5 separate regions of the Mus musculus genome follow, and regions 1, 2, 4 and 5 are each linked to region 3. Evidence: chromatin contacts called from public Hi-C data. All regions are on one chromosome and are shown on one strand. Each heading gives the region's core, a stretch centred on a gene start, on an enhancer-like site or on the middle of the called end of the contact. The rest is flanking DNA. Distances are from core to core; before and after follow the strand shown.

Region 1 (4,913 bases), core at 526-3,025, 650 kb before region 3:
TTGAGAATGTCACAGTTAAACATTCAGGGCAGCAGTATCTGCAAAGCTATATACTTCTGCAGTGTTTTGGGGAAGGCTGTCAAGAGAAAATGCTGTGCAAATGCATCTTCTGCCTCAGGGAAGTGATTGGAAAGACAAAGTGAAGCTTCCCTGGATCATTTCCTGACAAGTGTCGGGGCACTAGGATTCGAATTTGGGTGTGCCACACAGGCACCTTGCACACAGAAAAGACAGGTGCATGCCTGGAATCCACTCCAGGAGGTTCAGTTAATTGATCTTTAACATAATTATCTCCATGGGACTATGCTGTGCAGGACCAATGGAGAAACGTAACGTCAGGTACAAAGCAGAGGAGTCAGCTTTAGCACTTTCAGAGCCGAGCAACAGTCCGTGTGGAGAGAAGAGCTGAGAAGTTTTCATCATGGATGGAATAATGGAGAATGCTAATGAGGACACACAGTGCTTCATTATCCAAACATGAAATGTGAGGCCTGGATGAATGCTTTAAGCAGAAGAAACGATATCCTTCCACTCACTTGGGGGAATGGGGTGTTCTGTATTGACTGTTGAGAGAAGAGAGCACCTGTGAAAAGGATTAGGCACCTCCAGGAAGGAGGGGAAAGGCAGAATGGGTTTGATAAGAGTGAGCCAAGGCCAGCTCTCTCATGTCACTATGCTGTGTAGGGGGCATTTCAGAGGACCATGGCAATGGGTAGACTCGGTGTCTAGGGAAGGAAGTCAGTAAACAGAGTATAACGCTAAGGCCTAGATTCCTGGGAGGACTTGTTTCCTTATGACCTACGAAAGGATGCTTTGAAATGTGCCCTCTCAGATGATGAGCTATATACTTCTGTGTACAGATAAATTGTGCCTCTAGGCACAGAGCCAATATACAATAGTTTTCTAAGGAAACAGAGACTATCACATTAAAACTGGATACTATGCCAGCCATCTGAAATTATCTATCACTCCTGTGTTCTTCTGTTGCAGCATCCCAGTGTTCTGAACTGGCTAGTCTGGGTGAGCAACTGTAATAAATTTAAAATCAGTAAGAAGGACCGTACTCCAGAGCCTGCAAGAATGTACCCAGAAAGAACCCAGCTTACAACCAGTGCTCCATGTATACGATCATGAGCCAAGTCCACATTTAAATATCAAATTGTCTTTCATAAATAATTTGTTTTCATAAACCAATTTTTGTACTAATAACAGAGATGAAATATTGTTTGTATAATTTTTCGTGTTTCTGCTCCATTTCCACTACCACATTCCATTGGTTGGAGACCCAAAGGAACATACTGAGAACATCGAGTGAGTCTCCCCTCCAAGGGAGGCACAGGCCAGTGTCTGTATCCCACCCAGGCCCTCAGCAAGAGGTTTCCTTCATGCTGCATCAAATCTGGCATCAAAACATCTGCTAGCATCCCCTCCAAAATAACGTGTCTCCCCATCTAATTAACAGCTCTCTCTCTAAGGTTGACCGCAGTCTTAGGATGACAGCAGTGGGGTTCTGTGCCCACAGCATTGCATTCCAGAAAGCTCACCCCTGTATTTAAATGGGGAGAAACTCCAGTTCCATGGCTTATCTACTTTAGAGTTAATGACTGCCTACTAAGCTAATAGCTATTTTCATTGCAGCAGATGAGACCCCGTGCACTAAGATCTAGAAACAGCTGGTCTGGTCTGTTAGTCAAGACTTTCCTACCCCTGTGTCTGTGGGTGCTTGCACTACCCCCAACACATACACACAAAGACAAGGCAGGGTAAAACACCATATGTCTGTCTCCTCAGGCTCTCCTGTGATTGGATGTGGCAAGAAGCCAGATGAGTGGTATGTGGGAGGAAGGGTTCTCTTGAAACTTAATTTACCGAGAAAGAACAGCAGGTGCAGTTCTTGGGATGCATCTAACTTCCTGCTCCCTCTGCTTGGTATTTTACCAGATGAAGTGGTTGGATCTGCAGTAGTCTCTCACAACTGTGTGGAAAGCGAGTAGACCCCTGGAGGAACCAACCCCAACATCACTAACACATTGGACCATGGGCAGGATCCATTCTTCTGAATGTTTTTATGCAAAGCAACTGATTCCCATTTGTTCAAGCTTCTGTATTTTGGCTTTCTCTTTCTCCCAGCCAAATTTAAGGCTGACTCATATTTGGGAAGCCCAGGTGACTCAGCAAACAGCCTTGCCTGTGTCATAGCGGGAGCTCCATGCAGCTTTTCTGAGAGTGTTTGTAAATTAAATGAACAAGTTGAGACCACATATAAAAGCAATGTATATGGTGTACCTTAAATAGTCTGGCAAACCAATAAGAAAAGAAATTCAGAACAATAAAAAAAGTCACCCTTCATCTAGAGGCAGAAATACCAAGATAGATTTATATGGTAGATGTCTACCATTGTATCATAAGACCAACTAAAAGGGACCTTATGAAGGTAGTTATAGAGAGAAGCACAAAAGGGACACTGTGAATTGGCTCAGTGCCCGAAGGGCTGAAGGATGAGAAATAAAGGCGATGAAATGAAGAAGACATTCAAGAAATGACCACTTGGTACACTCTAAAAATATATCCAAAGGTGGCCGTGGATACACCACGTTCACTACTTGGCTACTATGTGGGAGGTGCTGGCTTCAACTCCATCAGAGTCCAAACCAGACCAAATGAAACCAAAGAGCTAGACAATCAAAAAAAAATACACCCCTCCTTCAAGGAGCATTTTATATAATTATGGGTTGCAAGCTCCGATGGGGGATCTGGATTGAGTTCAGTGTGGGTGTACCCGCCTGGTACCTGATGTGCATCTTCTCTATTTACCAGTATTTATTTTAACTTTATGAGACTGTTCTATAATCACACTGTTTCTCTCTTCCCTTTTCTCTCTTCAAACCCTCCAATACACCCCTCCTTGTTCTCTTTCCAATTCATGACCTATTTTTTCCCATGAATTATTGTTACATACATATATGTATATGCATATATGCCCCTAAATACATAAATACAACCTGCCCCGTCTGTATAATGCTATATGTATATATGTTTTCAGGACTGGACCATTTGGTACTGGATAACCAATCCTTGTGCTCTTCTCTGGGGAAGACTATTTGTCCTGTGCTCAGAATATCTTAAGATAGTGAAGACCAAAGGGTTGTGGACTTTGATGTAAGATTGTGTCTACTAGGAATGTTGGAAGCACCCTATCATTGCCTGTTGCTACTCAGTGGTGACTCTTCCACCCACTGGAAGCCCATGACAGTGACTATGGCACAAAAGGTGTGATAAAACTTAAGAGTTTAATATTATATTATCACGGATGAGAGTCTCCTCAAGCCACATGAGGAGAGATGACAGAGAGGAAAACCCAAGTTGAGATGAGGTCTAGACTACTGTGAGGCATCCATGAGCTAAGGAGTACAAGAAGTTACTAGAACCCACAGAAGGTAAAATAAGGGCCTATGCTTCGGTCTCTGGAGGAAAGGTCTCACTAACTACACATTGACCTTGTCTTGTGAGAAAAAAAACCTGCCTTTGCCACCAAATTTGCAGCACGGTGTCCTGATGCTGTCCTATGATCAAGGCAGAGAATCTGAAGATGAAAAGGAAGAAGAGGAAAGGATCTCAAACAGATGAAAGACAAACAAGTGGTCTGGATGTGACAGGAATGACTGATATGGGAGTGTGTGCATATTTGTGCGCATATGTGTTTGTGCATGTGTGTTTGTGTGAATGTGCACATGTGTGATTGTGCATGTGCATATGAGTGTATATGTGTCTGTGCACTGTGTGCACATGTGTGTTTGTGCATGTGTGCACATGTGTGTTTATGTATCCATGCATATGCATGGGTGTGTGAGTGTGTGTTGTTTATCATGACACTGGTTGCCATATTCACCAAATGAAGGCTTTTCTCTAAGTAGAAAGCCTTGTTTCTCAAGCGCAAGTGTGACTCAAGTTTGGAGTTTGGGACCAGTGACTATTAGAATGTGCAGAGATTGCCTTCTGATATAAGGCTTGCAGCCAGACTTTTCAAATGTCCCAATATCTGATCTTTGCATATTACAGAGGTCTAAGATGCAGATGTCCTTACTGACTTGGCCTTACCTGAATGTCTTCCATGGTTTTTCCTCTGTTCATTTAAAAGAAAACCTTTGATTCTGTCAAAAAAAAAATTAAACTGGTCTAAAAATTACTGTCAAAAAGAAGCCAGTAGGAGCTATTTGTGAAGGACCGGGTCCTAAGCAAAGATCAGACCACTGGGCTCCAGAGCAGAGATGGGCAGCTCTCAGCATAACTGTGAACATCAGGACCTGTCTTGGAGCCCTCTCTGGAACCCAGCTTTATCTCTCATTCTAAGAGATCTCAAGATCTGTAACCTGATGACTCCCAGTTCTTGGCCATCTGCTAAATTGGTAATGTCCACCCCAACTACAGCTGGACTCCTGAGCATATGAGAGGTTCTATCTTGACAATCTCAAATTGCTGAATGCTTCCCCCAAATTCACCCTGGTACATGTACATGATCCAGCCTCCACACCTGTCAGGCTCTGCAAGCTTCCAGCCTGCCTCCTGGCATTTTCCTGTGTCGTACATTATTGTCAGCTTTCATTGAGCATTCCTGGGGCTCTTCTGTTCCCACCTCCACACTCTGGCTTCTTAGATTTGCTTTACTCCTTTAGAATTCCAGCTAAGTGATTGTGTTGGCAAGTATGGTCGACACAATGCTATTAGTAAAATGCCCCACAAATCTGTGCTTCAGTCCTAGACACGGCTTCCTCTCATAACTCACTTGTGACCAGCTACCTGGCACAATTCTCTACCCAGTGGCTCTGTAAGATATTCTACAACACGGCCAAAAGAAATGTCCCATATTCTCTGCATAAAATTGTCATTTTTCTTGTACTATAATTTGGTTCTGA
Region 2 (4,850 bases), core at 1,520-4,019, 750 kb before region 3:
TTTTATCATATAGATCTTTCACTTCCTTAGTTAGAGTCACGCCAAGATATTTTATATTATTTGTGACTATTGAGAAGGGTGTTGTTTCCCTAATTTCTTTCTCAGCCTGTTTATTCTTTGTATAGAGAAGGGCCATTGACTTGTTTGAGTTTATTTTATATCCAGCTATTTCACCGAAGCTGTTTATCAGGTTTAGGAGTTCTCTGGTAGAATTTTTAGGGTCACTTATATATACTATCATATCATCTGCAAAAAGTGATATTTTCCAGTCTTTCACTTTGAAGTAGTGTCTGTCTTTTTCCCTGAGATGGTTTTCCTGTAAGCAGGAAAATGTTGGGTCCTGTTTCTGTAGCTAGTCTGTTAGTCTATGTCTATTTGTTGGGGAATTGTGTCCAGTGATATTAAGAGATATTAAGGAAAAGTAATTGTTGCTTCCTGTCATTTTGTTGTTAGAGTTAGGATTCTGTTCTTGTGGCTGTCTTCTGTTAGGTTTGTTGAAGTATTACTTTCTTGCTTTTTCTAGGGTGTAATTTCCGTCCTTGTATTGGTTTTTTCCCCGTTATTATCCTTTGAAGGGCTGGATTAATGAAAAGAAATTGTGTGAATTTGGTTTTGTCATGGAATACTTTGGTTTCTCCATCTATGGTAATTGGGAGTTTTGCTGGGTATAGTAGCCTGGGCTGGCATTTGTCTTCGCTTAGTGTCTGTATAACATCTGTCCAGGATCTTCTGGCTTTCATAGTCTCTGGTTAGAAGTCTGGCCTGCCTTTATATGTTACTTGACCTTTTTCCCTTACTGCTTTTAATATTCGGTCTTTATTTAGTGCATTTGTTGTTCTGATTATTATGTGTCAGGAGGAATTTCTTTTCTGGTCCAGTCTATTTGGAGTTCTGTAGGCTTCTTGTATGTTCATGGGCATCTCTTTCTTTAGGTGTGGGAAGTTTTCTTCTATAATTTTGTTGAAGATATTTGCTGGCCCTTTAAGTTGAAAATCTTCATTCCATTCTACTCCTATTATCCGTAGGTTTGGTCTTCTCATTGTGTCCTGGATTTCCTGGATGTATTTTTGAATTAGGATCTTTTTGCATTTTGCATTTTCTTTGATTGTTGTGTCCATGATCCCTATGGAATCTTCTGTACCTGAGATTCTCTCTTCCATCTCTTGTATTCTGTTGCTGATGCTTGCATCTATGGTTCCTGATTTCTTTCCTAAGATTTCTATCTCCAGAGTTATCTCCTTTTGGATTTTCTTTATTGTTTCTACTTCCATTTTTAGATCCTGGGTGGTTTTGTTCAATACCATCACCTGTTTGGTAGTGTTTTCCCGTAACTCTCTAAGGGATTTTTGTGTTTCCTCTTTAAAGGCTTCTAGCTGTTTGCTTGTGTTTTCCTTTATTTCTCTCTTTAAGTCCTCCATCATCATCATGAGAAGTGACTTTACATCCATGTCTTGTTTTTCTGGTGTGATGGTGTATCCAGGACTTGCTAAGGTGGGAGAGTTTGGTTCTGATGATGCCAAGTAACCTTGGTTTCTGTTGCTTCTGTTCTTATTCTTGCCTCCTGCCATCTCTCAAGTGCTTGCTGCCCTCGATATATCTGATTGGAGCTTGTCCTTCATATAATCCTAGTTGATTCAGGACTCCTCAGAGTCCAGCTTTCTCTGTGATCCTTTGATTGTGGGATCCTGTGAACCTGAGATTCTAGGTGTATCAGAGTTCTTTGCAGTCAAGCTCCTCTGAGACCCTGAAATACTGGTGTGGCCCAGCTCCTGTTATCCTGGGATCCTGTTGTCCTAAGATCCTGGGTGTGTTACAGTGCCTGGAAATGGTGTCTCCTTTGAGGACCTTGGAGCTGTCTGGTCTGTTCGGAACCAAAGTAAACCAGAACTGATCAAAAGGAACCTGAGCCTCTGTCCAGGAAGGGCTCCAGTGTCCTTGTTCCTGCTGTCACAGGCCTGTCACAATTGGATTGGAACTGATGTTGGATTGGAACTTAGGATCACCAGTGATCCTAAGATCCTGTGAAGAGTCCTCTAGGGACCGTGGGGGTGTCTGCTGACTCCTTGCCCAAGGTGACCCGGTGCTGGTGCAGACCAGAAGGGACTTGTGCCCCTGGTTAGGCTGGTTTTCTGCTTCCTTAATGCCATCTCAGGTCCCTCGAGATTGGATTGGAACCGATGTTGTGTTCCACTTACCAGTGATCCTAAGATCTCGTGGAGAGTCCTCTAGGGACCGTGAGAGTGTCTGCCGACTCCTTGCCCAAGGTGACCCGGTGCTGTCGCCAACCAGAAAGGGTTGCAATCTCTTTCTTAACTGAAAATTATGAAGCATTTTCCCCCTCAGTCTTTTGTCTTCCTTGGGGATTTTTTTTTAAAACAACCATTCATCTTTCCAGTGATCGACAGCCCCTGCATCACTTAGGATGTAGGTAATATAGAGGTTCACCTAACAGATAGATGCAGGAAAATGAACTTATGCACTCGCCAGTGGCGCTGTGCCCCAGTTCCCTGGGCGATCATGACTCCACGACAAACTTCTGCTCCCTGGCAGCCCTAGTGGAGCACACACATTTCTCTCACATACCAGCTGCTTCAGGCCTGGTACTAGAAAGGAATTTAATTTGTTGGCATTTTTGAACGGAAGGCTGATCAGCTGACAGTGGGAAATTTCACTGAGGAAAAATTTTTTTTTAAGCAGAGAAGAAGGGCGCCTTGGGGGCCCATGCCTGCTGATGCTAATTTGTAAAAAAGGAGGAAATCTGGTGGGAACCTCTCCAAAACAGGGGAGACAGCTGAGGAACTGTGTGCATGAGTAATGCCCTGGCTGGCTATCACTCCTGTGAATGCCAGGGTTCTGGCTCAGTGCCCAGGATGAAAACCTTTGTTGTATAGAGGGGAAGATAGTGCTTGCTTCTAATTGCTAAGCATCTTTATCAGGAAAGGGTGCCACTCAATCTGAGCAGGTTAGCTGCCCACAAATCCTGGCTGCACTACACAGGATAAACGGCAGTACAATATTGAATCCTGGTAGATTGAAAATGCTTTTTTCTTTTCTTTTTTTGGCTCCTACAGAATACGCAGTGACTAGAGAAAATCTATTTCAGAATATATATATATATATATATATATCCATTTATAATAAGAAGGATGAATTTCCTAAAACTTCCTTTAAGCTATAAAACAAAAGTCATCTTCTTTGGAGACAGCCATATGAAAGTAAGTGTGAGAGGAAGGACCCTTTAGGAATTAGGATGGCAAAAGCAGTGGATAGAGCTCAGGGTATAGATCCTGTAAGCAGAACAGGAATCTGTGTTCTGAGCAACCCTGCCTTGGCTATATGTGGGGATGTGACTGGATCACCAGTCTGGATGCTGCTCCTGTCTGTTGAATGACATTGGAACCAGACCTCGGGTGTCATGGTGGAGGTAGACCGTTTCTATCCCCCAATTTTGGTGCATCTCCTAAATGAGGTTAGGTTATTTCTTTAGAGGGAGGATTGGTACAGAATCCTTTATTAGTGCTCAGTCGATGCCCATCAGGGATCACTATTTTCCCTTGTCAAAAGACTGGAACCTATTCCTGTTCTTGGATCGAGACCTTGCATTTTAAGTTACTCCAAAAAGTTAATCCAACCGGGCCTGTCAATCACCTGACATGGAACCACTTCTAAGGCAGGCGGATTCACCTTGAGCCATGCTGAGGTGATAGAAGGAATAATGTACTTTCCCTTATCAGACACTCTGCCCTCAGAATTGTCACTTGCTGAGGGCTAGGCTAAGCCTGCCTGATTTTCTGAATTACTTGGCAAAGTGTAAGTTTTTCTTTTTTCCATCTCTTTCTTTCAGATACGTGCCATAATCCCAACCTTTAAAGAAAGAGTGAGGGGGCACCTCTCTCTCTGTCTCTGTCTCTCTGTCTGTCTCTCTGTCTCTGTCTCTGTCGCTCTCTCTGACATTTCTACCATACAGTTGCTTACAAATGGCACAGGTTTCCTCTCTTCTCCCTTTTCCATTATTTTCCTGTAGGAATCCTCTCAGATTTAGAACTTACCTGTGATGCTTTTTTTTCTTTCAAACTCTAATAAAACTTTCTTCAAGACTGTCTCTGGGTCTGTTATTAAATTCTCTTACTAATGAGTCTAAGAACACTGAGATGAGACTCCAGTTCCCCCAGTTACAATATAATGCTTTTTGTCAGTTGGTTAGAACCTGAAGGACTCTATCCTAAAAGACAGGACTTGCATGGCTCACATTTCTTCCTGTGTTTCACGTCTCTCTTAAAACCAGCTGGAAACTGACCTATGACAGTGGGTAGATTTAAGATGAAAGAAGGGTGCATAATTCACAGAACTTACAAAAAAATGAAGGAATGGCATTTGTAGAGCAGGTGTTCATCTTCATCCCATGACACTGTGTATGTACATATGTGCACACAAACATGTGCAGCGGTGCTTTCCTCTGCATGTGTGCTGTGGCGGCCTGAAGTTGACACCAGGTACCTTCCCCTATTGCTCTCTGCCTTATTTTTCAAGATCAAGTTTCTCATCTAACCTGAAGCTTGCCATTTTGGCTAGAATAGTCGACCAAAAAGATCCCAGGATCCACTTGTCTCTGACCCCATCCAGCGCTGGAGGTGCAGGATGGGTTGCCAGACTGATTTTTCTTTTCTTTTTTTTAAACCGTAGGTGTTAGGGCTTTCACGTCAGTTCCTCATGTTTATTATTTGAGCAGTTTATCACTGAGACATTTCATAAGCCCCAACAATGGTGTTAAAGTCAGAAAGGGCACTGATTGGTTTGAAGATGCGGCATAATAGCAGGGCACTCAACTCACATGCATAAGGCTCTGGGTT
Region 3 (4,421 bases), core at 1,755-4,254:
GTCTCCCTGTAGCTAATGTGCATAGTGTTCAAAGCCAAAATCAGTCACCAGCCTGTGGCAGCTTCACACCACACAAGGGCATCTGTGTTTTGTATACTGATGGAAAAGGGGCCAATCTTAAAGCACCCGGGAGCCCTGTATTGGTGGCAAGATTGAAGCTGAGCACGGGGAAGATCCTCAGTCACTCTACCTTCAAGATGTTCCAGGTAATACCACCCAAATCTTACCAATGCTTGCTGCTTCCTGTTTTTGTTAGGCTGAATTCTCTGCTGTGAACATGCAGTCTGAACCAATATGAGATGGCTATGCGGCAGAAAGTGATCACACAGTGTGTGTAGGTGGGTGTGTTTCTGTGTCTCTCTGTCTGTCTGGGTCTGTCGGGGTCTATACATCTGTGTTGTGTCTTAACCCCAAACTTTTGAAAGAAAATTTTAAAAATTGAGTCTTTCAGCACATGATAATTCAGTCACTAGCCAATCCTGCCTGGGTCCCACTGAGCAAGAAAAAATCCCCCAAAGTTCTGTCAACAGAGCGTGCTCTGGAAGTCACCTGATGAACAGCACCCTTGTTCATGGCCAGAGACCTCCAACCAGATGTGTCTGTGTCTCACTCCCATGAGCTCCATACTGCGTTTACAGCACCGGCATTCACAATCGAAATCAGGATAGATGTTTCTCAAAAACCTGAATTATCCGACAACTCAGCTGTGCCTCTGCTGGGATTCTGGGTGCTGCAGAGATACTGCACAATCATGTTAGCTGGCACACCATTGCAATAGTTAGGAAGGGTAACTAGCCCATGTTGGAGTTACCTTTTCGACACTGTGTAAAGATGTGTCTCTGTATTTTCCGTTGTTAATTCTGTACTGGCAGAGATCTGAATGCTGCAGGATCCTGGTATTGTCATTTCCATGGCCCCTCAGCAGCCTTGTCCTTCCTCACTAGCCTAGAGGCAATGCAGAATTGTATCTGATTGGCTGTAATCAAGAGCTGACAGACAATAGCTGGGCAGGAAGTGGAGGGCAGAGCTTCAGACAGACAGACAGACAGAGACAGAGAGATACAGAGAAGAAAGAGTTGAGGGGGATTCACCAGTGGACATGAAGGTATATGGATCCAGCAGAGCAAAGAGGTAGCCTTAGCCTCATGGAGAGATGTAGTGTCAGAATTACTCAGGTTAAGCTAGATGGCTGGCTGGGAGACTGTCCTAGCTAAAACGCCTAAGCTTTAAAATATGAACAAGCCTCTGTGTCATTTTTACCACCAGTGGGTCCAAAAGTCATGCTATAAGCCCAGATTCCCTTCAATAAATGAATGGACAAATAAAACATGGTACACACACACACAATAAAATTTTATTCAGCCGTAAAGAAATCTAAAATCATTATTAAGATGGGTAGACTGAAATCTATTATAATTTTAAAAAATAATACACATTCAGAAAGACAGATATTATGTAATAAGCATCTCACATGCCTATTCTGTATTTTAAATTTTATATTCATGTAGAAATTTGTGAGGGGGTATAAATCATTAAACTAGAAAAAGGGGCAGGAAAGAGGGAAAGGAAGATGTCAGGAAAGAGGGAAAGAAAGAGAGGGCAGGAAAATGAGTGTGGTAGGAAAGGGAAATGAAGCTACTGCTGGAGAGGCCCGGGATTTGAAGCTACTGCTGGAGGGGCCCCGGCTAGCAAAGCTGACATTAGAGATGGGGGAGGGGAAGAAGGCCGGGAGGGAAAGCCATCACTTAGTATGCTGTTTGGAACAAAAGTATATCATGTAATGTGTTGTTTATATTCAAATAAAACTGTGGCATGTTATAATAAATGAAAAGAAGTTAAGAAGTTGTCATTTAAAGAAGGCCTGCTGCAAATCACTTAATAGATAATGAATCCTGGGCTCACTCTAAACAATATGTAGTAATTGTAAACACTTTGGGAATATCTAAATTTAGGAAAGAGTTTCAGCTACTCCCCTCAACACTAAGTTTTAGATTTTCTTCAAAGGAAAACTGTTTCATTTCCAGAATGTAGAAACAATTAAAAGTCTCTTCTATTAATTACCTTCTAATTTGCAGTCTTGCGAAGTCACCATGGAGCTGCGCTGAGGCGATGGCGCCGCCTGGAGGCCAGTGGTGAAACTCTCTGACCTGAAGTCCCTGGTAGTGAGGCTAAGGGAACCATTTTCCTACAACTCATGGAAAATGCCACCCTTCTCCTTTCAACAATTCTTTCCAAGGAAGAATAACTTTCCCACCCACTTCTACTTACAAATAAAATATTAAGCTGCCTCTGTGCTTACAACTAATATCAAGGTGCCAAGGGGAAGACAGCTGGAAGTGATCTAGAAATATCACCCAACTGCCGACCTTCGAGGCCCCTTCCAAGAGACCCCAGAAACCCCATTTCCTAAGCTGTAAAACGTTGGTGCTTTGTCCCTAATCTATTTCTTAGTTGCTGTGGATGGAGTATCTTTACGTCTAAATGCCTTGTGTTCTTCTCAGAAGAGTCCAGAGGAGTTGTGCTTTGGGAAAAACAAAAACAAAAACTCGAAACCTCCCTGCCCCGTGAGTCCCACTCATGAGCCCCAAACACCTAGATCCCCAACCCCATAGTCCTCTGAGATCTCAGCCACTCCCGAGGGTCACTCCTGCCCAGGTGGGTTCCACACATGTCTCCTCATCAGTGAAGAGCAAGCTATGAGGACGGTCATATCCATCCACTCGAGACTCCTGGGTGTGGGCAGATGTCTGGAAGTGACGTGACGCCCAGACTTTCCTCTCCTTTCCAGAGCTTGGTGCATGAAATTCCCCCTAAAATAAAGTCACAGGTTAGCCAGGCGCCTTTTTTGGGTGAAGAGATCTTAGCTTGTGGGAGTAAGCGTGTCAGGTGTGAAGAACGACAGACACCTGTGAGCCCCCAGACAAGAGTGGAAACTGCAGAAAGGAAGAAAGTGCTCCAAAGCTCAGAGTCCAGCCGCTCACTGGCAGCCTGGGTAGAGAAATAGCGCCCCCCAGTGTCTCTGGTTTGCACCAACTGGGTTTCAGTTTTTGTTTGGTTTTCTCTCACGGTCCTGTGGTCTCTGTGTAGAAAAACGATTCACCCTTGTTCATATTGCAGCAGCTGACCTCAGGTACTTGTTCAAGAATTCTAAATTGCTTCCAGAAAACAGGATGAGCACACTCCAGTGTAGTGCCAGGGAAACAGTGACCCCCTCGCCCCCCCTCCCCCAAAAAAGAAAACCAGACAGAAGCCAATTTGATGCAACTCACAGCAGGGTCTTTATTCAAGCTAGCTCACCCCACACACACACCCCCAACGCACCGCTGTCACAGAGAAAGTTTTTTTGGGGAGGATCCCCGAATGTCTATAGGGCAAGACTTTATAGTAAGCAGCAAGCAGGGAGTACATGTGCAAGCATCTAATTGGAAAGCTCCTGTGGCCTTTAACATAATTGGTTGGTGCTGGGAGTCATATCATAAAGTTAACTTCTGCTCCCCTCTGCATTGGTGGTTGTTAGGCAAGGGGTGGGCTTGTAACCTGGGGGGGGGTGCAGGTTTGTTGGGGAAAAAACCTGGAGACCTCGGTCTTGTTGATGGTGTAACCTGGAAACGCTGGTCTTGTTGGAGATTAGCCTAGAGACTGGAGCTAGGCTCCGGTTTTGTTGGGTGGGGCAACTTGGAAACTAATGCTAGGTACCAGCCTGCTAGTTTACCTGAGTTCAAACTTAGGTTAGGTTCTCTAAAATGGAGTTTGAATTTAAAAGATTTGTCATTTCTCCAGTATGTCTCTCACCAGTGATTTCTCACGTGGCTTTTGGAGGTGATCAGTGGAACTTAAGAAAAGTTGAATTAAAGCATGCTAATAGTTACACACACACACACACACACACACACAAATGTCTGCCAGATGACCAGCAAGGCACAGAAGATGGGAGGCGTGCATGAAAACAAGGTATGTGTGGTCGGCTTGGCATGAGCTGTGTTTAGGCCCACTTCCCTGAGAGGTGACTGGGTGCAGATGTAAAATGGTGAGATCTTCTTCCCTGCTGTTCACATACCGAGCGAAGGCATCTCTGTGTTCCTCCCCACTCTTAGCCCCGTGGACACCCATGAAATCTCACATCCCACATGCAATCACACACAGCGATTGGTCCAGGGAGCATAGGATATGACAAGCTGACCAGCTCATTGGGAGGCATCCAGGTAAAGAAAGAAGAGATTAAAGCAGCCATGACATCTAGCTAGTGGCCTGTCACTCATGGCTGAGTCAGGTTATTCTCTTCCTGAACATAGGCACTTTCACGGAGCACAGTGACTGAGACACAGCAAGAGCATTCCACTGGCTGTGTAAGGACGGACTAAGAAAGGAGTTGGGGGGAAGAGAATAAGAGGAAGAGAGATCTCCCTACCCCCACCCTCATC
Region 4 (4,612 bases), core at 1,513-4,012, 570 kb before region 3:
TGTGACTACCCCAAGACAGCAAAATAAAACATACATTTTTTTTTCTCATAAAAAAGGACACTGTTAGGAAGAACTCCAAATCGCCAACTCTCGTGTTTATGGATACACGTAAAGGGAATCAAATAGCTTTTAAAATGCTTTTAACTAATTAAATAGAACAGCTTCTTGAAATATCACTTATGAGCAAAGCACAAATTTGCCGCTGTAGCATTTTAAAAACTCTGCTTTTTAATGCTCATAGATCTGGCAGAAGACTGAGAAATTGAAGTGTTTTTCCCCCCAATACTCTGTAAAGAGAGATGTTGGGGGTGATTTATGCTTCTAATTATATGATGTCTCATACTAAAAGTAAGAGTCCTAAAAATTATAATCTATAATAAGATTCCAATGTATACCTTTGCTTCCAAAATTATATCACTACTCAGCAATCAGCAAAATGGTGTGTATACACTCACACACACACATATATGCATATATACATATACATACACACACACACACACACAATTATTCTGTGAACATTTTCTAATTGCTGCTAATGGCTAAGTGACTAATGACCCTGGTGGAGGAGGACAAGGCTCAGCAGCCCTTGCAGACCATGTCAAGGAGCAGCCAACAAATCCACCCTGGCAGCTCCGACCGATGCTAGGAAGAGCTCTGAAAGGCCAGTGGCTCCCACGAGGAAGGGTACTCACCTGCCAGAACAGGTGCTCCTTGGCCCCTGGTGTTGCAGACAGGTAGACACTCAGCACTATCGTATGAGATGAAGAGGTGAGGACGCTGGCGATGATGGCATCCCTCATGTTGAAGGGAAGCATGGTGTACACCACGAAGATGATGAAGAGGAAGAATGACACCTGTGGAGGGAAGAAAACAATGAAGCATCAGAAAATCCCGGGTTCAGTTATCATTAAAGGAGGCCGAAGACGACAACACCCTCATTTGAGAAACGACATCATCACAATATAGAGTCAAACAAATACACTGAATTATAACAAGCCTAGTGCAGGAAGCATTGGCGGTGGAAATGCGAGGACCCAAGGCTGAATCCCTGGAACCACGTAAATCTGGGTGTGGTAGTCACAGAGTCCTGTGGAAAGATAGGAAGCGGACACATAGAAGATATCCAAGAGCTTGCAGGGCAGCTAGACTCACGAGGGTCATTGAAACAAATGCTCAAACCCTGTGTCAGGGCGGAAGGAGAAAACCAACACCTGAGATTGTTCTCTTTCCGCCATATTTGTTGTAGCACATGCACAGATATGCATATACACAGATTAAAAGGGGGAGGGGAGAAAAAACTAGCTTGCCATTGTGATGGGGAAACGGTTTCTTGTGTGGGACTTCAAATTTTAGCAAACAAACTACCGCATACATGAGACTGAGCTTGGGGGCGCTTGTGTGAAAGAGCAAAGCCGGTCTCGCATCCCTGAGGCTTGGAGTCATTGCTTCTGAGTTACCAAAGGTGCTTGGGTGCAGATGGTCCCGCTGTAGTGGAACAGGTTAGTGCTCCCTGGCAAAGAGATTAAACATAGAATGACCCTCTGATCCTATGGTTCCACTCCTTAGAATGATATTTTAAATATATGCATGTACATTTTAATCATAGGATTTGCATATCAGTTAAAAGATGAGAACACAGATACCCAGCAGTGGGTGGATATCACCTGTCATATCTGCACACCAGAATGTGATTCACGAATAACGTGGATTAAAGCTTTGGTATATGATACAATGTGGAAGAGCCTCAAAGGCTCCACATTGTAAGATTCGCTTTATATAGACCATGTGTAGTTAGTAAATCCAGAGACAGGAAGCAGATGCTGATGACCTGGTTGGCAAGGTCTGTGAGCAGGCCTGTGGGGCAGTAGAAGCACAGAGATCGCACAGCAATTGTAGACTTCCCTTGGGTGATGGGAAGGCATTTGAGTTGGACAGAGATGTCCATTGCCCAATACTGAGAATGTACTGAATGTCTCTGTATTCTTCACTGTAAAATGGCTAACTTATATTTTATGAATTTCACTTTTATAAAAATCAATATGAAACCACTCAGAGAAATTTTGAGAATGGAAATGAAAATGCTTACTAGGTAATAAAATGAGAGCATTTTTTTTCATTGCAAATGAGCCAGAGACAGAGGAGCAAGAGAGAGAATATAAGCATGTGGTAACTATAGCAAGAGAGCCTGAGGTCATAGGCCTCAGGGGAGAGAAAGGCATGTGACTACAGTCATATACACCATGAGAAGAGGACACAGAGACCTGGTCAGCTGTGTGGGCATGGCCAGATCACCACAACTGTTATGGTGTGTGTTTTCTTTGAGTGTCCAAGTGTGAATGACCACCAGGCTCTGGTGACCACAGACTCAGGACAATGCAGCCCAGAGAGTGGTGGGCTTCATCTTCTCTTGCCCATTCTGCACATTTACAACATAAAGGTCTTGTCTACCTCCATGCTATGGTTCCAGGATGGCACTTTGCAAGCTGTCTTTGTATTACCATCACACTTGCAAGACTACACAGAAAACAAGACGTTTACAGCCTAAAAATAACTGAATTCCTAAAACGTGTCCTTTTATTTTCTTCAGGACATTCTAAGAAGGACATCCATTCATTCCTCAAAAAAAAAAGCATGGGTTCCTCTGAGGGGGCAGCATCTCCTACAGAATGAGGAGCGAAGGCTCGATCACAGCTCTGAGCCGTTACAACTGAGGGGATGAGTCTGCCATGCATGCCAGCTGTCTTCATGGCTGAGAGAAGGGCCACCCTTCCTACCCAGCCCCACTCTGAAGAGACAATGAAATGGGCTCTAAACATCTTCTCTATTTGCTGCAAGTTCTGTCATCGTGGAATGACAGCCAAGGAGAAAGCCATCGTGGGTGGGCAAAGTGACCAGAAGTCCTCGGGAAGCCTGAGTTTGGTGTGGGCCATCTGCTTCAAGCCCCCGCTTCCTCCCCTTCAAGCTATATTTATATGGGCTGTCAGGATAAAAAATGTGGGTGAGCAGATTAACATAGCCATACTTTTTCTAGCAAACATGTTTTTTTCTTTTGCCTCTTCAAAATAAAAGACTATGGAGATGTTGCTCTCGGCAGAGCACTAGCAGTCAGCATGACACACATTCCGTTTTTCCTGTTCTGTGTGTGGATGAGACCCAGCACTGCTTTCAGGGGCACTTTATGCAGTGAGCAATGATCTGTCCAGACAGAACAGGATTGCCTCCCTCAGGAAGCCTCCCTGAGGCCAGTATATGAAGAAAATGTTCAGGGAACCAATCACATTGTTTCAAGTCAGTTACTAACCTTTGCAAGCATTTACTGAGGGCTAACCTAGCACGATTACGTTTCCAAAGTTGAGGTAAGCAATTGCAACAAATCAAGCCCAGGGTTCCAGCATTGGTGCTTCAAGAGCTCAGGCAAAGACCCCTGTGTCACCCACCAGTGTGACTTGGCCAATGGAAGTCAAGTTTAAGGCTTCTCGGAGGAATGGCCTTTACACCTTATTAATCTCAATAGGTTTTCAGATCATTAGGTCTAGTTTCTAACTCCAAAGAGCACTGTATGTAAATGGCTCTGGCACATCTAAAAACATGTTGGGCAAAATGCTCCAGAAACTTCTCTTGCAGTCTCTAGGGTTTCCATGTTACCATGGGGACATGAGATTCCTCTTAGCTGTACTTTTCTCTCTGTGTGGGACAAGAGCCTCAAAATCAAAGCAAGATCACTGTTCTCAAGACTGCAGGAAAGGCAGGTGGCAGAGTATCTGAAGTGGCCATGTTCATGCCAGTAAAGGGGCCACAAGTACTCGTTCTCACTGAACCTCTGCAAGACACACACATCTTCCTGACTTTCGATTTCCACTCCTCTCTAGCTCTCAGAGCTTTTCTCTCTGCTCACTGACCTGTTCCTTTTGTACCCACCTCACTTTATCTGGTGATGGCCCAGTTTCCAATCACAAAGGCACATACCACCAAAGCTTATCCTTAGCCATGTTCTCTTCTGGCTTTGAACTTCCTGTGTACATTCCTGGTATCTGTCTGTTGTTCTGCCTGACATCCATGACACTGTCTCAGGGCCTTTCCACCTGGCAAGAATATAGCTTATATAACACACTCTCTCCCTCTTCTGACCTCTGACAGCTCAGTGAATCCTTTCTTGTTTGTATCCACTCAATTCCTGTCTCCATGTTTCAAGACAACCAGTTCAACTTCCTGTCACCATTTTCTTCTCGGTTAGGGGAAGTTTCATAAGTGTCTATGAAGCATAAACACAACTAGTGTGTCCTCTTAGAGTAGAAAAAATAAATGGTGCATGATATATCTTGTCACCTTTTCTCCCTGGCAGTCATAAAATGACAGTGTTGGAACTCCTCTAGTATATATCAGGAAGTGAGGATAGAAGGTCTCAGATGACTGTAGTTATGCAAACACCTGATTCGTATTTGTAGTATTATCTCCCAAGTCAATAAGCAGAGCTCAGCTGGTCTAAATCCATACCAAAGCTACATATCCCTCCTCTGTCCCATTAACGTTATATTTATAAAAGTGGATTACTTTTATATGATCAGTTTGCTTTTTAAAACAAATATTTTGTGGCACAAATCTATAGATG
Region 5 (4,664 bases), core at 1,076-3,575, 710 kb before region 3:
AGCACTGATCAGAGATTCAGGTCCAAAGAAAAACAATCACCTGGTAGACTGTGAGCTGAGCCCAGCTGGGCACCAGCTCTGGATGCTTCCAATGCCTGGAAAGTGCACATGCCCAGTATATTCTAAGACACGGTGTTCTGTATGTGCCTCACCTCCCCTTTTCCTCCTTTCAGACCTTATGGAGTACGTTCTACTGCAGAGAACATTCTTCCCCTGGGTCCTGGATGACTGATCCCTTCATGTTGTTCCTACCCACCTTCCTTAGTTAAGGCTATTTTAAAACAAATTTTCAGACAAGCTTATAATACCTTTACTCCCTCATTCCACATTTTTCCATGCCCAAACTGCTTTGGGACCCCATGTTCCCCCTTGCAGTGGTCATTAAATCCCACTAGAATTATATATTTATATCTGGTACATATTTGTTCAGACTGTGTGATGGTTTGTATATGCTTGGCCCAGAGAGTGGCACTATTAGAAGGCATGGCTCTATTCGAGTAGGTGTGTCACTGTGGGTGTGGGCTTTAAGACCCTCATCCTAGCTGACTGCAAGTGAGTATTCTGTTTGCAGCCTTCAGATGAAGATGTAGAACTGTCAGCTCCTTCTTCACCATGCCTGCCTGGATGCTACCATGCGCTAGCCTTGGTGATAATGGACTGAACCTCTGAACCTGTAAGCCAGCCCCAATTAAATGTTGTCCTTATAAGTGTTGCCTTGGTCATGGTGTCTGTTCACAGTAGTAAAACCCTAACTGAGGTACTGTGTATTTTCAATATTGTGTGTCCAGCATCAAACACAGATCCCAGAGCCTGACATGATAGAGAGACAGTATTTGCTGAATGAATTCAGCAAAGAATGCATGAATGAAGGACCAAAGGCCTTATGACACTTTGAACAGAATTTCCAGTGTATTCATTACATCATCTAATTCTTCAATGACAGATCTTAGGAAAATATCCGGCTTATGTCTGTTACTTCTTAAGAAGGCAGCATGTAAATTATAGCACCTTCTTGACCCTCAGAGTCCTCAAGGGCTGAAAGCTATTGAAGTAAATGCCTGCAGTCAGTTGTGGGCTTTTGCTGTCAAGTGTCAGGAGGAGATGAGAAGATATCCTTACATATGTCAACAAAAATCGGAATATGTCCTGAATTTCATTTCTGTTCATTCTTGAAACCATCTGATTTTCTCTAAAGAAGAAATCATGGAGAACATACTCTGTACATATATGTATGGAAGCTTCATGCATGTATGGGCATATTTACATTCACACATTTAAATTTTTTTTTCTTGTATATTATGTTAGTTGCTAGGGATGCACAGGTTCTTGGGGAACTGTAGACCTGTGGAGATTTGATATTCTTTTCAACACCTCCCTGAAGGGCTTCTTATTTCTGATGTCCGCAGAGCTGAAGAAGTAGTATTATCCCCATTGTTTCTGCAGATCCAAGCCTGAACGCTCAGGTAAACCACTCAGGCCAAGGCTCCTCCTGTGGCAGACTCCAGCTGCTGACGGGATGGAGCAAGCCCAGCCCAGAATGCAATGTAGAGGGATGGAGGAGAAAATGAATAACATATGAACTGAAGCCTGCCAAAGCAAAAAGAAGGCACATTTTCTGCCAGGAAACAAAAATTCAGACCAGCCTTGGAATGGAAGACATGGCTAGTGGGAAAATTCAATTAAAAACCATATTTATTGATTACTTTGAATAAACTACATTAGCATAATAGAGAAACTTGGTGCTTCTTATGCCAAGCAAAAATATCGCTCAGTCAGTGCAAAGATTTTAAAAGGACTGACTAGATGTGTGCTGGGCTGAAATTAGATAAAATGTTGACTCCCATGCAGTGGTTTCTGAGGGAGCAGCATGTGATTTTTTCACACTATGCACCACCCTGCCTGAGCATAAGTCTGTTTTCATTTAGGAATGTGTTTTCATCAGCTATTGCTGCAAAAATAATCACCTAAAAATAGTAGGTTGGAAAACACTGAGACCTTCATCCTCATGATGTGGGAAAGCGGGGCAGGTGTGGGGCAGGTTCTGATTTGGTTGCGGCTGAAGCAGACGACTGGGTTCAGTCAAAGTCCTGGCCATGCCGTAGGCTCTAGTTGGAGGTCTGTGTGGCAGTTGCTTCTGGCAAACTCAGACGCTTTGGTTCTGTTTTCCAAGTCTGGCCATGTGTTCTTCCCTAGGCCATGCAGGCCTCTGCTGCCATCCCAAAGCAGCATTCTCAAAAGTGAGAAGGCGACTGGCGTATCCCCATGCAGCGTGGGCTGTAGAACTGCACACTGTCACTTCCCATTTGTCAAAGCAAGTCAGTCCCAAGCCCTCGCAGACTCGCAGACTTGCAGTGTAAAAGAATCTGGCCACCTCAGCCTCTCTCTCCACATTTTGCATTCTTCTGATATTCATTGACCCAAACGTAGGTGGAGCCAAGGGCGGTGGTTTCTGCAGTAAGTCTGGCAGTTTTAGTTTGTGAGCCATCCCAGGAACTCAGAAACTACAGCTTTAAGTGCTGGCTGAGTTACTTTGGACTCCAACTTGATTCTGTGAGTTCCTTTTGTTTCTAACTCTATGCTCACAGATTCATCTGATCTTTCCTCTGAACCCTGGCTCTGGGCTAAGCTTGCGCTGTGCAGGATAACACAGAGTAGGGCTGGGCCTCCCAGGAACTTTAATGTTACTCTCTACCATTTGCTCCTATGGAAACCTCACACCGGGCATACCATTCTCTTAGAGAGAGAGGGAGAGAAAGAGAGAGAGATAGAGAGAGAGAGAGAGAGAGAGAGAGAGAGAGAGAGAGAGAGAGAGAGAGAGAGAGAGAGAGAGAGAGAATAAGTAAAATTAAGCAGTTGCCCACAGATGCAGTGGCTCTACATTCATTATAAGGTTATTTACCCTATATGAATTAAGGATTTTACAAATCCCTATTGATTTTTATTTTCAGTTCTATGCTTGCCCTCCACACATAGGGGAATGAAAGAGTCCTTACTAGAGGTTTGCTGTGTCATTTAAGAAAGTATTGTTATAATGACTTTAGGATACTGCTTGACATAAAGGATTCTGAATGTGTCAGTTGCAATGGGCACACAGTTGTCTCTCTCGGGCAGCATGACTCCACACATCACTCTTTTCTCCGAGGAGTCAGGCTTTTAATCAGCAGTGCTCACGTGACATTTAACTTCATGCTACCCGCTCCCAGTTGTTGCCCAAAACAGGCAGAAATGATAAATTTCGCTTATATAATCTTTGTGACTCCTAGTGTTTATCAAAGCTATTTAACGGTTAATATTTATGACTCAATTTGTCAGTAGCCATAAGGATATGAACAAGGTAAATGCCCAAATTTATATTGCATTAAAACTATAAAAGTAAATTTCTGCTTTGCCAATATCTAACCAAATGGACCAACACTTTTAAAAGGCAACAAGAAATCCCAACGAATAAACAGATATAATTCGTAGTAACCCAACAAAGTCAGGAGATTCTCACCAGTGTCCATAAACCCGGGGAGGAATAAATGAGAAAGCGTTTGCAGTCTCTGTGCAAGGGATGAGGGGAATCCCTGAACTGTGGGAAAAAGCAAGGGGCAAGGAACGGAGAAACTGGAACTTTTTGTCTTGGTGAGGAAGGAAGGCCTCCCTCTTGCCCCAGCCTCCAGGCAGAGGAATGAATGTGACTTTATTAGTTCTCAATGAAAATATTAAGTGCTTGCTTTCATGGGCTGTGCACAGTAGGAAAAGAAAGTCCGATCAGTGTGAGCAACTCAGCTAGACTATCCCAAGGGAGCACTCCCAAGCCACCTGAAGCACGGCAGATAAGATCCAAGACATCCATGGCTGTCACAAACTACAGAATAAGCAAGTCTTTCACTCAGAGGGAAGGGGATGAAGGCCAGAAGGCTTGTATTGAACTTAGCTACTTCAAGGTGAAGTTTCCCCCAGACTGTAAATAAAGCAAGAATCTTGTCCCTCCAAAGTCACTACTGATAAGTTAGCAGAGGGAACAGGATGGCTCTCCTGCTGACACCAAAGCCAAGGCTTGCTGGAGACAGATGCGCTGAGCCTTGGACACCAGAATTGGCACTTCCTCCCAGCTAGTGGTATTGGAAAAATATTTTTCAATCCGAGGTAGCTAGCTCACCAAGGGCCAATATTTCATCAATCTCCCACATATTGTGAAACTTTCATGTTATTCTGTTTATCTTCCATTTCTGGTAGAACTAAGTCTCTCCACATCTCTTTCTGGAACTTGATGAAGCAGCCCACTCCCTCCTCTCTTCCCTTCACTTTCTTTATGACCTATGTTTTAAAACTAGCCAATTGCCAAGGCTGTGAGTTTGGACCCCAGTTAATGTGGAAAAACAGTCGGTTGCTTCCTACCAGGATTAATCTTTCTTTGTTTCTAATAGTAGTGACTGAACCCATGGAACAGTCCTTCATCCAACTTCATCCCCCAGTTCATAGTTCCCTCCTACTGGACAAAGGTATGAAGCAGCTAGAGTCCTGGGTGTGGTGAGAAAGAGACTGTGCATTGCAGGTGACCAGTTTGGATGAGAATCCCAGTTCTGACTGATGCTCATGTTTTCATGGGTTCTAAATGTGGGGGACTGAAGTGTCTAACTGCTATCAAGATCAGTAAAAGTAGGCAGGATTATGACATT

Evidence for each region. Hi-C and Micro-C count contacts between places; a contact is called where the count stands out from the background.
Region 1: a contact with region 3 is called in a Hi-C map of cortical neurons, with 1.8 times the contacts expected there. The contact joins two enhancer-like sites. A contact is called at or near these places in 10 of 484 Hi-C or Micro-C datasets (cortical neurons, embryonic stem cells, gonadal supporting cells and 2 more).
Region 2: a contact with region 3 is called in a Hi-C map of cerebral cortex, with 4 times the contacts expected there. The contact joins two enhancer-like sites. A contact is called at or near these places in 2 of 484 Hi-C or Micro-C datasets (cerebral cortex and cortical neurons).
Region 4: a contact with region 3 is called in a Hi-C map of cerebral cortex, with 5 times the contacts expected there. The contact joins two enhancer-like sites. A contact is called at or near these places in 2 of 484 Hi-C or Micro-C datasets (cerebral cortex and cortical neurons).
Region 5: a contact with region 3 is called in a Hi-C map of cerebral cortex, with 3 times the contacts expected there. The contact joins two enhancer-like sites. A contact is called at or near these places in 3 of 484 Hi-C or Micro-C datasets (cerebral cortex, muscle stem cells and ventral hippocampal neurons).

What each region holds. Positions count from the first base shown.
Region 1 is chr13:68,814,121-68,819,033 of GRCm38.p6, forward strand. The region is part of intron 3 of Adcy2 (adenylate cyclase 2); the gene reads right to left. Among named protein-coding and RNA genes, the nearest start is that of Adcy2, 180 kb to the right of the region's middle. Within about 2 kb of position 1,776, at least 14 of the 459 cell types and tissues checked have an H3K27ac peak or open chromatin away from gene starts, as enhancers often do. A contact at or near this core is called in cortical neurons and muscle stem cells, where this site is marked.
Region 2 is chr13:68,704,817-68,709,666 of GRCm38.p6, forward strand. The region is part of intron 14 of Adcy2 (adenylate cyclase 2); the gene reads right to left. Among named protein-coding and RNA genes, the nearest start is that of Gm34903, 100 kb to the left of the region's middle. Within about 2 kb of position 2,770, at least 41 of the 459 cell types and tissues checked have an H3K27ac peak or open chromatin away from gene starts, as enhancers often do. A contact at or near this core is called in cerebral cortex and cortical neurons, where this site is marked.
Region 3 is chr13:69,458,132-69,462,552 of GRCm38.p6, forward strand. No RefSeq gene overlaps it. Among named protein-coding and RNA genes, the nearest start is that of Gm35514, 65 kb to the left of the region's middle. Within about 2 kb of position 3,005, at least 9 of the 459 cell types and tissues checked have an H3K27ac peak or open chromatin away from gene starts, as enhancers often do. A contact at or near this core is called in cerebral cortex, cortical neurons and muscle stem cells, where this site is marked.
Region 4 is chr13:68,887,264-68,891,875 of GRCm38.p6, forward strand. It overlaps Adcy2 (adenylate cyclase 2), which reads right to left. Exons shown (of 25, transcript NM_153534.2): 3 at 696-857. Among named protein-coding and RNA genes, the nearest start is that of Adcy2, 110 kb to the right of the region's middle. Within about 2 kb of position 2,763, at least 17 of the 459 cell types and tissues checked have an H3K27ac peak or open chromatin away from gene starts, as enhancers often do. A contact at or near this core is called in cerebral cortex and cortical neurons, where this site is marked.
Region 5 is chr13:68,747,721-68,752,384 of GRCm38.p6, forward strand. The region is part of intron 4 of Adcy2 (adenylate cyclase 2); the gene reads right to left. Among named protein-coding and RNA genes, the nearest start is that of Gm34903, 150 kb to the left of the region's middle. Within about 2 kb of position 2,326, at least 33 of the 459 cell types and tissues checked have an H3K27ac peak or open chromatin away from gene starts, as enhancers often do. A contact at or near this core is called in cerebral cortex and muscle stem cells, where this site is marked.